Linked DNA regions of Sus scrofa: regions 2, 3 and 4 are each linked to region 1. The links are chromatin contacts, called in public HiChIP or PLAC-seq maps. All regions are on one chromosome and are shown on one strand. The core of a region is the stretch at or near the end of the contact, and the rest is flanking DNA. Distances in the headings are between cores, read along the strand shown. Region 1 overlaps RUNX1 (runt related transcription factor 1). Region 2 has its middle 360 kb from the start of SETD4. Region 3 has its middle 450 kb from the start of SETD4. Region 4 has its middle 350 kb from the start of RUNX1.

The links. HiChIP or PLAC-seq counts read pairs in DNA pulled down with a chosen protein or histone mark.
Region 2: an H3K27ac HiChIP or PLAC-seq map of alveolar macrophages shows a contact between it and region 1. The contact joins two enhancer-like sites. A contact is called at or near these places in 1 of 47 Hi-C or Micro-C datasets (embryonic fibroblasts) and 1 of 2 datasets of contacts at active chromatin or transcription factors (alveolar macrophages).
Region 3: a contact with region 1 is called in an H3K27ac HiChIP or PLAC-seq map of alveolar macrophages. The contact joins two enhancer-like sites. A contact is called at or near these places in 3 of 47 Hi-C or Micro-C datasets (embryonic fibroblasts, fibroblasts and mesenchymal stem cells) and 2 of 2 datasets of contacts at active chromatin or transcription factors (alveolar macrophages and skeletal muscle).
Region 4: an H3K27ac HiChIP or PLAC-seq map of alveolar macrophages shows a contact between it and region 1. The contact joins two enhancer-like sites. A contact is called at or near these places in 14 of 47 Hi-C or Micro-C datasets (alveolar macrophages, embryonic fibroblasts, epiblast stem cells and 8 more) and 2 of 2 datasets of contacts at active chromatin or transcription factors (alveolar macrophages and skeletal muscle).

What each region holds. Positions count from the first base shown.
Region 1 is chr13:198,468,822-198,471,593 of Sscrofa11.1, reverse strand. All of the region lies in intron 2 of RUNX1 (runt related transcription factor 1), which reads left to right. Among named protein-coding and RNA genes, the nearest start is that of RUNX1, 160 kb to the left of the region's middle. Within about 2 kb of position 1,448, at least 71 of the 83 cell types and tissues checked have an H3K27ac peak or open chromatin away from gene starts, as enhancers often do. A contact at or near this core is called in alveolar macrophages and subcutaneous adipose tissue, where this site is marked.
Region 2 is chr13:199,230,035-199,232,806 of Sscrofa11.1, reverse strand. No RefSeq gene overlaps it. Among named protein-coding and RNA genes, the nearest start is that of SETD4, 360 kb to the left of the region's middle. Within about 2 kb of position 1,341, at least 4 of the 83 cell types and tissues checked have an H3K27ac peak or open chromatin away from gene starts, as enhancers often do. A contact at or near this core is called in alveolar macrophages, where this site is marked.
Region 3 is chr13:199,138,341-199,141,112 of Sscrofa11.1, reverse strand. No RefSeq gene overlaps it. Among named protein-coding and RNA genes, the nearest start is that of SETD4, 450 kb to the left of the region's middle. Within about 2 kb of position 1,437, at least 3 of the 83 cell types and tissues checked have an H3K27ac peak or open chromatin away from gene starts, as enhancers often do. A contact at or near this core is called in alveolar macrophages, where this site is marked.
Region 4 is chr13:198,988,506-198,991,277 of Sscrofa11.1, reverse strand. No RefSeq gene overlaps it. Among named protein-coding and RNA genes, the nearest start is that of RUNX1, 350 kb to the right of the region's middle. Within about 2 kb of position 1,372, at least 3 of the 83 cell types and tissues checked have an H3K27ac peak or open chromatin away from gene starts, as enhancers often do. A contact at or near this core is called in alveolar macrophages and subcutaneous adipose tissue, where this site is marked.

The sequences.
Region 1 (2,772 bases), core at 199-2,698:
CTGCGCGGCAGCGAGGAGCCCGAGGCGGCGAGCGAGGAGGCCTGCTGCCCCCTGGCGTCCGCCCCGAGCCCGCAGCCCGCAGAGCCTCCAGGCCGCTCTGCGAAGCCCTCCCGGCCTCTCTGGGCCTGGAGCAAAGAAAGTCACTTCGGCGCCCGGAAAGGCCTCCTCGGATGGCCCGCTACAGCCGCCGGTCTCCTGCAGGCCCCAGCGGCGGAGCCCGAGGAGAGTCCTCAGCGGCGTCGCCCTAGTACCCCAGCCGCGGGCCGGCAAGGGGATAGAGGCGGAGGGAGGGAGGGACCCCCGCCTAGGGACGTCGACGTGGAGGGCTCGGTGCTAGGGGGGAGCGGGTGAGCGCCCTCCCCCGGGGGGAGAGATGGGGTGGGCTCTGTGGGGAAGGTGCAGCCCGGCGGCTGGGCGGGGGCGGGGCCCCCTAAGCTCTGCGAAAATGCCCGTGGCGCCGGGGGGACGGGAGCGGGGGAAGTTCCCGCCAGCGCGCAAAGCCAGGGTGGGTTCAGCACCCGCTGCAGCTCGCGGGCGGAGGCGGGGAGCGGAGCCGGGGCTGTTTCCGGGGAGAGGGAGGTGGGTGCGGGGCGCGGGCGACGTGGGCCTAGCCAAGGAGCAGACGCTCCGTTAACGGGGAGCGAGCCAAGCGGATGCTTTCAACTTTCTTTTCGGTTGCTTGTTTTGGGGGGTCTTTTCTGACCGCTAAGCACACTCAGCCTGAGTGCGGCGCAATGGGTAATTAAGCCGCAGCCCAGCCGCGGCGAAAAACGCCCAATTATAGCAAATAAACCAAGAGATAAAACTCAAAAAACACAAAAACCATGTTGTGGAGACCAACACCGCCTGGCCTCACTAAATGAATCAGCTCCAATTCGCCGCAGTTGCCAGTCAGGCCGTGGGGGCACGCCGAGCTGGGCCGCTGGGCTTTCCGCCCTCCGGCTCCCTGGCCCCCTCGGGGCCGAATCCCACCCACGTTGGGGAAGTAAAGGCTCAGCAGTGGGCTGCCGCGCAGGGCGTGGGCCGTCCGGGCGCTCCGGCCTGGTTTTGGGAGGCTTGCGACGGCCGCTGCCCCGCACCCTCCATGGCTCGCGGAGCGCCTCCCTCCGGCAGATCTGCGGCCCGGGTCGCTCCAGGCGCTGCGCGCGGCCCGATTCCTCCCTAGGCTGGCCGGCCTCCTTTTCTCCACGACCTCGCTCTCCGAACCGCAGCCGCCAGTGCCGCCGCCGCGCACTACAGCCCTAGATCTGGCAGCTGCGCAACCCTGAGCGTGTGCAAAGCCGCAGGGTCGCCGTCCGCACCGGGGCGGGGCCTCGGGCGAGCGTGGGAGCGTGTGCGTGTGTGTGCGTGGATGCAGATACGCGCGGGGAGCGAGGGGCGGTGGACTCTCCACCCTGGCTGCGTACAGTAGCGCGCGGCGGCGGCAGCGGGGGCGCGCGGGCCAATTCCAGGAGCCCGCGGCCGTGAGCCGCGCCCTGGCTGATACCGGAAAGGCCTGTGATTGGCCCGCGGCCGCCCCTATGCAAACGAGCTGAGGGAATGGAATTCCTCGGGCCGGGCTTACAGTAAAAGCACGTTCATTTCCAGGCACTCTCATTCATAGAGCCAGCGGGCGCAGGCGGGACGGGCGCCCTGCGGCCGGACCCAGCCAGGGCACCACGCTGCCCGGCCCTGCGCCGGCAGGCATCTCTTCTTGGGGCTCCTGGGGACGCCAGAAGAAAATCAATCTTTGCTGTTTCTTTTTGACCCGCGTTGGAGCTTCGATTTTTTTCCCCCCTTTCTTTCTTTCTTTCTTACTTTTGAATGAACTGGTTTCTTGGCTGGATGGTTCAACTTCTTTCCTGGCTGTGAACTTTTCCCCGGTTGTTTTCTTTGACAACCGCTGGAGAAAGTGCGCTGTGCTTCGAGGCGAGTGATGAAGTTGGGAATGCGTGGCAGTGTGTGCGTGCTTGTGTAACTCGAGCCGCCCCGTCTGTTTCGATCTGCGCTGCGGAGCCTCCTCTCAGGGCCCTCTCCACCTGCTGCGGTTACGCGGTGATCGTGGGTATTAGCGCGTCCAGGCAGTTAACTGGCCCGCGCTGGGGCTACGTTGGAGGAAGATTGCCTCGCTACAGCCCAAGTCGGGGCTGACTCAACGAGTCGATGTAGACAGCGGCTGGCTTCCGAAGAGTGCGTGCCTGCGTGCGTGTGACTCGGCCTCTGCTCGACTCCCACCAAACCACAGGATCAGCCACAAACTTAACCAACATCCCCAAACCCGAGTTCTCAGATGTGGAGAGCTGAACCCTGAGTGTCATCGACTTGGAATTTTTTTTTTTTTTTAAGATTAGCTTTTCTTTGAAAAGCATAATTTTCTGAACTGAACATTTTGCCAGAATTTATTGAGAGAACATGACAAGTACTTCTAGCACAGCCCTTCTGCAACTACTGAAGTTGATTTTCAAGGCTACTTAAAAAACAACAAAAACCCTGCAGCGAACATTAATGGATTTCTGTTGTGTTTAAATTCTCTACAGATTGTATTGTAAATATTTTATGAAGTAGAGCATATGTATATATTTATATATATGTGTGCACATACATTAGAAGCAAGACCTTTGGAAGTCTCAGCTCTCGCCTTTGAGGACGGAAGCTAGTTTTGCATGATAAAAAGTGTCTCTGTATTTGGAAGACACTTGTGTATTTTGTGTTGTTTGACTTTAGACAAAACTTATCTGGAAAAAGAAAAAAAAACTGACAGGCAATTAACCACTGGAACTTACAAATTATGTG
Region 2 (2,772 bases), core at 92-2,591, 760 kb before region 1:
GGCATCAGCCACATGGCCTCAGCCTAACTGTAACAGGAAGCTGGGAACAGAGTCTAGCAGGGGCCTAGGAGGAAAAAGGTAGCTGAATTTGGTAAAAATATGGCCATTTTTGGTTACTTCTAAGTTTATACAAGTCCTCCTCTTTGCCTTTCTCCTCCACCTGCGACACTGTGAAAATAGTTATCGGCCATTGATTTCAAAGTTTTAATGAGGTTCCTTGACCCACCTAGATATATTGCCAAGTACTGGCAAGTGAAGTTGGCGAAGCGTATGGCCTGTGCTCCCTCCAAGGAGGAGATGCTGTGATGGGGCTTCACTGAGGTGGAGGGTCTGCCTGTACTGGAAGTGAGACCAGATCTCGACTGGGGGTCCCTATCTATGCAGAGTTTCAATAGAGTGTCTCTTGGCTCCAGATCTACTCTTTTCTGCTGTGATCTGTGATACTGGAGCTGGACCCTGTAAACATTTCTCCTTTGCCCATTGGCTGAATGTTGACTTTGTCACTGGAGGGTTCCAGAATGGCAGAGCAAGGTGAAGACGCTCTGACTCTGAATTCTAGGACTCTACTATTCCCATTCTTTGCAGTATCCCAGGGGTCTATGCAGCTGAGCTCAGCTGTGCCTTCAGTTCACGCTCTCTCCACTGTGGCCACATCCCAAGCTCTCCCCACACATACCCCTACAGGGACTCGCTGCTTCTCCAAACCATCTCGGACCTTTGCCTTCCAGAAAGTTTCCTGGCCCCCAGCATGTTGCAAGTTCCTGTAGTAACGAAGCCCCTTCTGATGAGCTCTGAGTCTCAGCTTTGGGGTGAAAAAGGGGGCTCTCTCCTAGTCCTTGATCTTTTTATCTCTCCCTCAGCCTAGAGGTAAGACTTCGTTGGGGCCCCTTTTTAGCCTTTTTAAAAAGTAAAGGAGTTAAGCATCTCTTATAGTCAACATTTCTTTGTATTATATTTTCCTTGTTAAAATAACTAGAGTGACTTCTGTGTTTTGACTGGACCCTGACAGATATGACCCTCTTTTGGTGATTTTTGTCATAGAAAGACAAAGTTGAACATACTTTCTCTTAAATCAAAAAGGAAGACAGCAAAACTATCGTACTCAAAGCTCATTTCCATCTAGTCCTTTTCTTAACCTTTGCTCTTACGACGTTAATTTCCTACCCTGAGAAAGACTAGCCTTCTTATCAAAGATCCAATGGAAATAAGGCATGCAGGTCTTCAGACTTCCAGACTTTATGGTCGGGAGCCTCAACAACCAGGCTCCCTTGGGTGAGGGCCTGTGTAGGCTTCCCAAGTTAGCCTGGGGCATGAGAAAAAAAAAGAGGAAACATGTGTGTCATCAGTAACCAGAAACCAACATTGCTGTCCTGGTCTCTGTCCCAGGCTGAAACCATAGTGTGGACTGTGTGTAACCACTAGGTCTTGTCTTGGTTGATTCTGCTGCCACAGCAGTAGGAAATCAATATGTCCTAAAAAAGAATCCCAAGCAAAAGTTGAGTAAACAACACACGATCTAATTTTAGGCCACTGAATAGAAAAGGTCAGCACAGCATAAGGATAACAATAATAATTCCAGTCAGCATTAGCTACTTATTATTTCTTTTTCTCCACAGAGGATGGATGCATGCCAGTGGAAGGTTGAGGCTGACTCTACTTCCTCTCTTGCTAGCTAACCTTGGCTTCCCAGGCAGGCCATAGGGAGGATATTTTACCTGAGGCAGGCTCAGTCCTGGACCAAGGCAGACTCATTGCTATGATGTAGTGTTCCCAAAGAAAGAGAAAACTTTTTTTTTTTTTTTTTTTTTGCTTTTTAGGGCTGCACCTGTGGCATATGGAAGTTCTCAGGTTAGGGGTCAAAGCGGAGCTGCAGGTGTGACTTACACCACAGCCACAGCAATGCCAGATCCGAACCACATCCATGACCTACACTACAGCTCATGGCAACCCTGGATCCCCAACCCACTGAGTGAGTGAGGCCAGGATTGAACCCACATCCTCATGGATACTGGTTAGATTTGTTTCCACTGTGCCACAATGGGAACTCCAGAGAAAGCTCTTTAGTTGGAAACCTCTACCCTATTCCCACTACATCTGAAAGTTCACAGGAGCCTCCTGGATTATCAGCTACGGACATCCCCATATTTTTAAATTGTGGTGAAACTCTTATAACAAAAAATCAACCATTTTATAGACTTATTTATGTTTTTCCTTTTTTGGTTACACCCGCAGCATATGGAAATTTCTGGTCCAGGGATCAAATGTGAGCTGGAGCTGCAACCTAGGCCACAGCTGTAGCTATGCTGAACCCTTAACTAACTGTGCCAAAGCAGAGACTCCCAAAAATCATCATTTTAAAGTGAAGAATTCTGTGGCACTAAGTACATGCACAACACTGTATAACCACCACCCCTGTCTAGTCCCAAAACATTTTCATCACCCCAAAAGGAAGTCCTGTATCCACAAACCCTTCATTCCTCACTCCCCCTCCCTCTAGCCTCTGGAAACCCACAAATCTGCTTTCTGTGTCTATGGATTCGCCTGCGTGGGGCATTTCATACAAGTGAAATCAGACAATATGTGGTCTTTTGTGTCTGGCTTTTTTACTTAGCATAATGTTTCAAGTTTCATTCATGTTGTGGTATGTGTCCATGCTTCATATTTTTTTCATTTTTTATCTTTTTAGGGCTACACCCGCAGCATATGGATGTTCCCAGGATAGGGGTCGCATCAGAGGTATAGCTGCTGACCTACACCACAGCTCACAGCAAT
Region 3 (2,772 bases), core at 188-2,687, 670 kb before region 1:
TGAAATGATTTAAACTACCTAATCCTAAACCTGCTTAGCTTGATTATGTTATCTTGCCCATTCCTTCCCATGAAAAAACCATAATAAAATCTCTTTTCCCATGTTTTCCCCTCATGCTTCTTTCTCCAGGGTGACCCTGGTGCTTCCCTGTGTGGCCCTACATGACAGGGCATGCCCTCTCCTCTTGGAACTATGAGTAACAAACCATCTTTTCCACAGCAGTCATCTCCTGATTTGTTCCCTTATGGTAGCTAAATAATAACAAAACCTACACTTTGAAACAGTATTGTCTTCTGCACTGAGTAGAAGATAACATCTGTGTTAGGGAGAACACGAGGAAAAGGGACAACTTTTCTTGTACTTTATTAAAGAAATATATATTTAGGATTTGGGTAAGCATTCTCTGTTCTGATTTCCAGTAGAAATGTTAAAAAAAAAAAAAGAGAGAGAGAGGGAGAAGGACATAGTTTAAGAACTATTTATTTTGTCTATTTAGAGGGGAACAGTTGAAAGAATGATGAACCTGCGTATCCTGGAATACTACACACAGTTGGAGTCAGAGCTATAGGGATTGACTTGGAGGGATTTTCCTGATTTCTTATTGAGAGAAAAAAAAATGCAGAAAAGTGTTTGCGATAGGATCCTCTTTTTGTAGACATCAAACAATAGCAGAAGTGACCAACTGGATGCATATATGTCTGTATGTTTGTGTAGCATTATATGAGCATAAGGAAAAACATGGAAAGTTGCAAGATATATTGTTAGTATAAGTTAATCTGGGGCTGTGGGATGATGGGGGGGTGGAGGAAAAAAAGGGAAAGGAGAGAAGCCAAGGACAAAATTATGGGAGGATATTTCACTTAAAAAAATCCCATGTCTGAATAATCATGCTTAAACATTTATATCGTTATATGTATGCATGTGCATAAAGAAGTTTTAAAAATTTTGTGACTCAGCTGTTTAGCAGAATTGTATGCCATAACTAAGACATTTTAATATTATTTTTCTATGATTTAAATTCTATGATCTAAGTTTAAATGGGGGAGAAGAGATATTTGCCCCCTATACCCTTGCTGAGCTCAGGTGAACAGAATTGCTAGGTTTTGATCTCTTGCTGCCAGGCAGATGTGCACAGACTTAAATAACTACCACCCCATTTGTATCTCTGGGACAAGCAGGATGGGAATAAGCAGCTGCCTCTGCAGAAGGGAGCCTGATGCTCCAGATAGAAGCAATTCTGTCCCTCTGGCTACAGCCTGCCACAGACTCACCAGCTCACTGCCCTGCGGTCACTTGGGCCAGACAAAAGCAAGCTCTTTTCTCACAGTGCAGGGCCTCCTGCCCTGCAAACATAGCCCCTTCTGCTGGGTGTTACTAAGCGTTGAGTCTAAATATGGCACATGGCAGTTTGATGGAAATCATTTCCAGTAAAAGAGGATGTTTCCTCAGCAGTTTTCAAGCTGGCGCTGACTCAAGCATCCTCGAGGGAGCCCATTTAACTGGTCATTAGGGAGACAGCAAAAAGGCATTGAGGAATTCTGTAACAAAATGCGTATCCTGTGTGGAAGATCTCCTGGGACTCTCTGACCATTGGCTGCCTGTGCCTGCTGCAGAGATTTTATTGATGCTGTGGAAAAGTCTTTTGCTGTCGCTGGTCTGTTATTTGTGCCTGGTTTCAAAGATGCTGGTTTCAGCTTTGTGAGGAACAAGTCCACAGGCGAACCATGGCATGCAAACAGTAATTAAATGTCTCGAGTTGATGGACACTCCATCACTGCATCCTCAGAGGTGGAAAAGTGAATTGAGGCCTCAAAAGATAGATGAAAGTTTATACTGAGATTTTTTAGGCAAAATATTTACGCTGTGCTAAAGGCAACAAATACACTTTTTACAACTTTAAGTTTTGGAAAATCAGAGTATAAACAAACTGAGAATTTCTTCACATGGGCTGTGCAGTGCAAAATATAGTTTACTTGAGAGGTATTTGGGGTTGTCTGCTGTGGGAACAAGTGAAACTTGAGAGAGTAAGTAAAAATATCACAAGTAATCAAGTATAATGCTATAGACTTATAGATGCAGTGGCTGTTGGTGATAAGACCAATTACCTGCTTTTTAACAGGGAGTCTGGGATCACTTGATGTCCAGCCATGCTCCCCTGGCAGCTGTGGACAAGTAGGGGTTAACTTTTTTAAATGAAGCATGGATTCATCAAATCTTTAGAGCAGGAAGTCTATTCCATTAACGTTTTTTCCTGTTCCCAAGCATTCATTTCTTTCAACACTATTGATATAGATCTTTAGGGAAGCGTTTCAAATGATTTGCATGGCAAGAATGAAAAAATACATTTTAAAAATGGAAGATATGCTAAAAATGTATTTTTTTCAAAGGATCAGAAGAAAACCACAGTTACTTAACCAAGCAACCATATGACTAACCACAGCTGCATGGTTAGTGAATTTATGAATGTGTGGCGTCAAGAAATCTGTCTTGGACATAAAAGATGGATCAGAACCTTTTATTTATTTATTTTTTAAGTGTGGAAATGTCTTTCTAGGAGATAGGAATTTATGAAGTTTGGTAATGTGGGCCTATTTTTTTTTTTTTTAAAGAGAGATATTTGAAATAGTTCTCCTTAAAAACAGCACTATTTTTAGGTGCAACCAATTGCTCTTGGCAGTGACAGTGTTGATGTGCTCATCTTTGGACCCACTTTTCTTTTCACACTTTAGTTTTTGGAGTCTGCTGCTGTCTTAAAGGAGAGATGGGTCTTTA
Region 4 (2,772 bases), core at 123-2,622, 520 kb before region 1:
AGGAAGCCCTGCCATTTTCCAGAGGGAGAGAACCAGACTTTGCTGAAGCGATACCTTTTCCAAGTCCAGGTAAAGCCTTGCTTCCAGGTGTGATCAAATCTATTTCACGCAGAAGGCCAATAGGTGGCAGAACAGTCTTTCCTACACACCACAGGGAAAATGCATAGAGAAATCACCATCACTCAGTTTTGATCATTGGTCTCAAACAATTCAACAACTAGGAACTTTAGAATTTTTATATATTTTACACATTTATGTATATTAATGCTGAATCTTGGGTAAAATGTTTTGAGTTAAGATTTCAAGCCCTAGAAAAATTAGCCAAAATATTTATAGACCCTCTTTACTTAAACCTTATCTTCTTGTGGCTAGAATTTTTTTTTTTCTCACTTTATGGAGTATTTCCTTTTTTTTTTTTTAAGTATGTAGAAACAAAGGTGAAAACAATTCTAATTTTAGGCCATTTAAAATGATTATTCTCTGCTAATTAGAAGGTAGGATATACAAGGAGGGTTCCTCTCTGTGATTTCAAAAAGTCAAGCACCTAATAAAATATTCACAGATGCACTAGAATCTTGGAATTGGGGAGATGACAGAGAGACCCGATTTTTACAAAATTAAAATTTTTTTTCTTGAAAAGGAAGTTAAGATACTGGCTTAGAATCCTCTCTAATGTTGTTCTAACTATGTGTTTTTGCTAATTTTTGTTTGTTTGTTTTTGCTTTGCTTTCCTGCATTATTAGAATGTCAGGATTTATAGCTAATTTAGGGATACCCAAATGGGAAGATTTTAGAAACAGTCACAGATGTCCTGGTGGCTGTTGCAAATCAGGGATTACCATATCTCTAATATAAAATGGTCTCTGGGGATTTCTCTGCCTTGGTCACACTTATGCGGTTTCTTTGAATCTCATCTTTGCTTCTATTTCCCTGTGATCAGGACCTGGATGAGGATGGGTGAATGAGGCATGGCCTCAACCACATCACTGAAGGGGACACAAAAACCTTAATCATCATGAACAATCACTTTAATACAATATTTTTAAAATTCAAAATACAGAAAAATCCCAATGAACAAGATATCAAAAATCTAAATAACAATAAGATCAGTAACAGTGTTATGCTGAGCCCTGCTCGAACCTGAGGCAAAAGGAAAAATCAGGGACCCTGAGCATGTTTTTATTTAAAGTTTTGGTATTTCGTTCATCTTGAGTTTTGGCATTGATTTTGACCTTTTAAAATTTGAAATATTACTTATCATGTCCCTACCTTTTTTTGGTTCTTCCCTAAATGTTATGCTTCAGGCTAATGCCTCGCTCTCCTCACCCTGCTCTGAGGTCACTTGTCCTGGGGGTTTGCTTATGCTTACGCCCTGTAAAATGTCTAAAGTCCCTTCTCAAGGAGAGGTTCTTGGCCCCTCTAGGGCTGTTTGTCATCCAAGGGAAAAACAGGCCTGAAACCCAGAGAGAGAATAAGGATGTTGGCAACTTGCTGATGTTCCCCAGAGTGACCTCACTTTTGAAAAAAAAAAAAAAGTATCATATTCTTAAACCATTTCTTTTGGTTCTTCTTTTTTTCTCTTCCTGGCTTTGCTTGTGGCCCATGCACACCCTTTATGCTCTGGATAGCCAAAGGTCCAGATGTTTCTGAACTTCCTCAGATATTTCTGAAAGCAACTCTGTTTCAGAAGTTGTCAGAGCCCAGGTGGCTACTTCTTTACTCAGATCTCTAATTCAAGAAATTGCCATGAACAGGGGCTTTTAATTTGAACCCATCTGAGTATCTCAGTAAAAGTCAAACTGAATCCAAACCTCCTTACGAGTCCCTCGGAATTATAGCTGAGTGGGACTGGAGACAGTCTGGATTGCTAGTAGCACCTTTTGCCACAAGGAACAACCTTGCTTCTGGAGTTTCATCCTATTTTCTGCTCTCAATACCTGTAGAGACAGTTTTCTCACAGTACATAAACCTCTAATCAAGTGACTCTCTTCCTTACCAATTCCTTTAAAGTTATTATCCAGTCCATTCTCAGATGGCTATGAACCAGCTCAACACTTCTATGGAATTTGCTTTGAAGTTTTCCACAGGAAACATTTTTTTCTATGAATGGAGATGAGCATCTTTTACAGGGCTAGGTGAAACTTGTTCTGTTCTACTCACTTTTCCTCTTTCTCCACCTATCACAAAGTACTTGCCTTCGAGTCTGACTTATAAAAAACAAACTTACAGTTAGAAGAGGGGAGAGAGACAGAGAGATAAATTCATAGTTTGGGAATAAATAGACACATTACTATATATAAAATAGATAACCAACAAGGACCTACCATGTAGCACAGGAAACTCTACTCAATATTCTATAACAGTCTATAAGGTAAAATAATCTTAAAAATATCACATATATATATATGTATATTATGAATCAATTTGCTGTACACCTGAAACTAACACAATATTGTAAATCTACTATATATATATATAGTTTCTTTATATATAATAAAGGAAGAACAAGGAAGGAAAAAGTCATGACAGCAGATTGGAAGAGTACAAGTTCAAGGCCCAGTGTCCTTAGAAAGGCAGAATAAGGAGACAAAATTAACATCAGTTAGAAAAAGCACAAGTCCTTTTAGGAATATTCTGTGAATGGATAATTTAAGTCTCACTTGGGTCAGTGGCATCAACATGTGTTTGTTTATTGGATCACAAAACAATAAATATTTAGGATGTGGACTAAAAAAGAAAAATACTTTAGAAAGATGTAAATTAAAACATTCA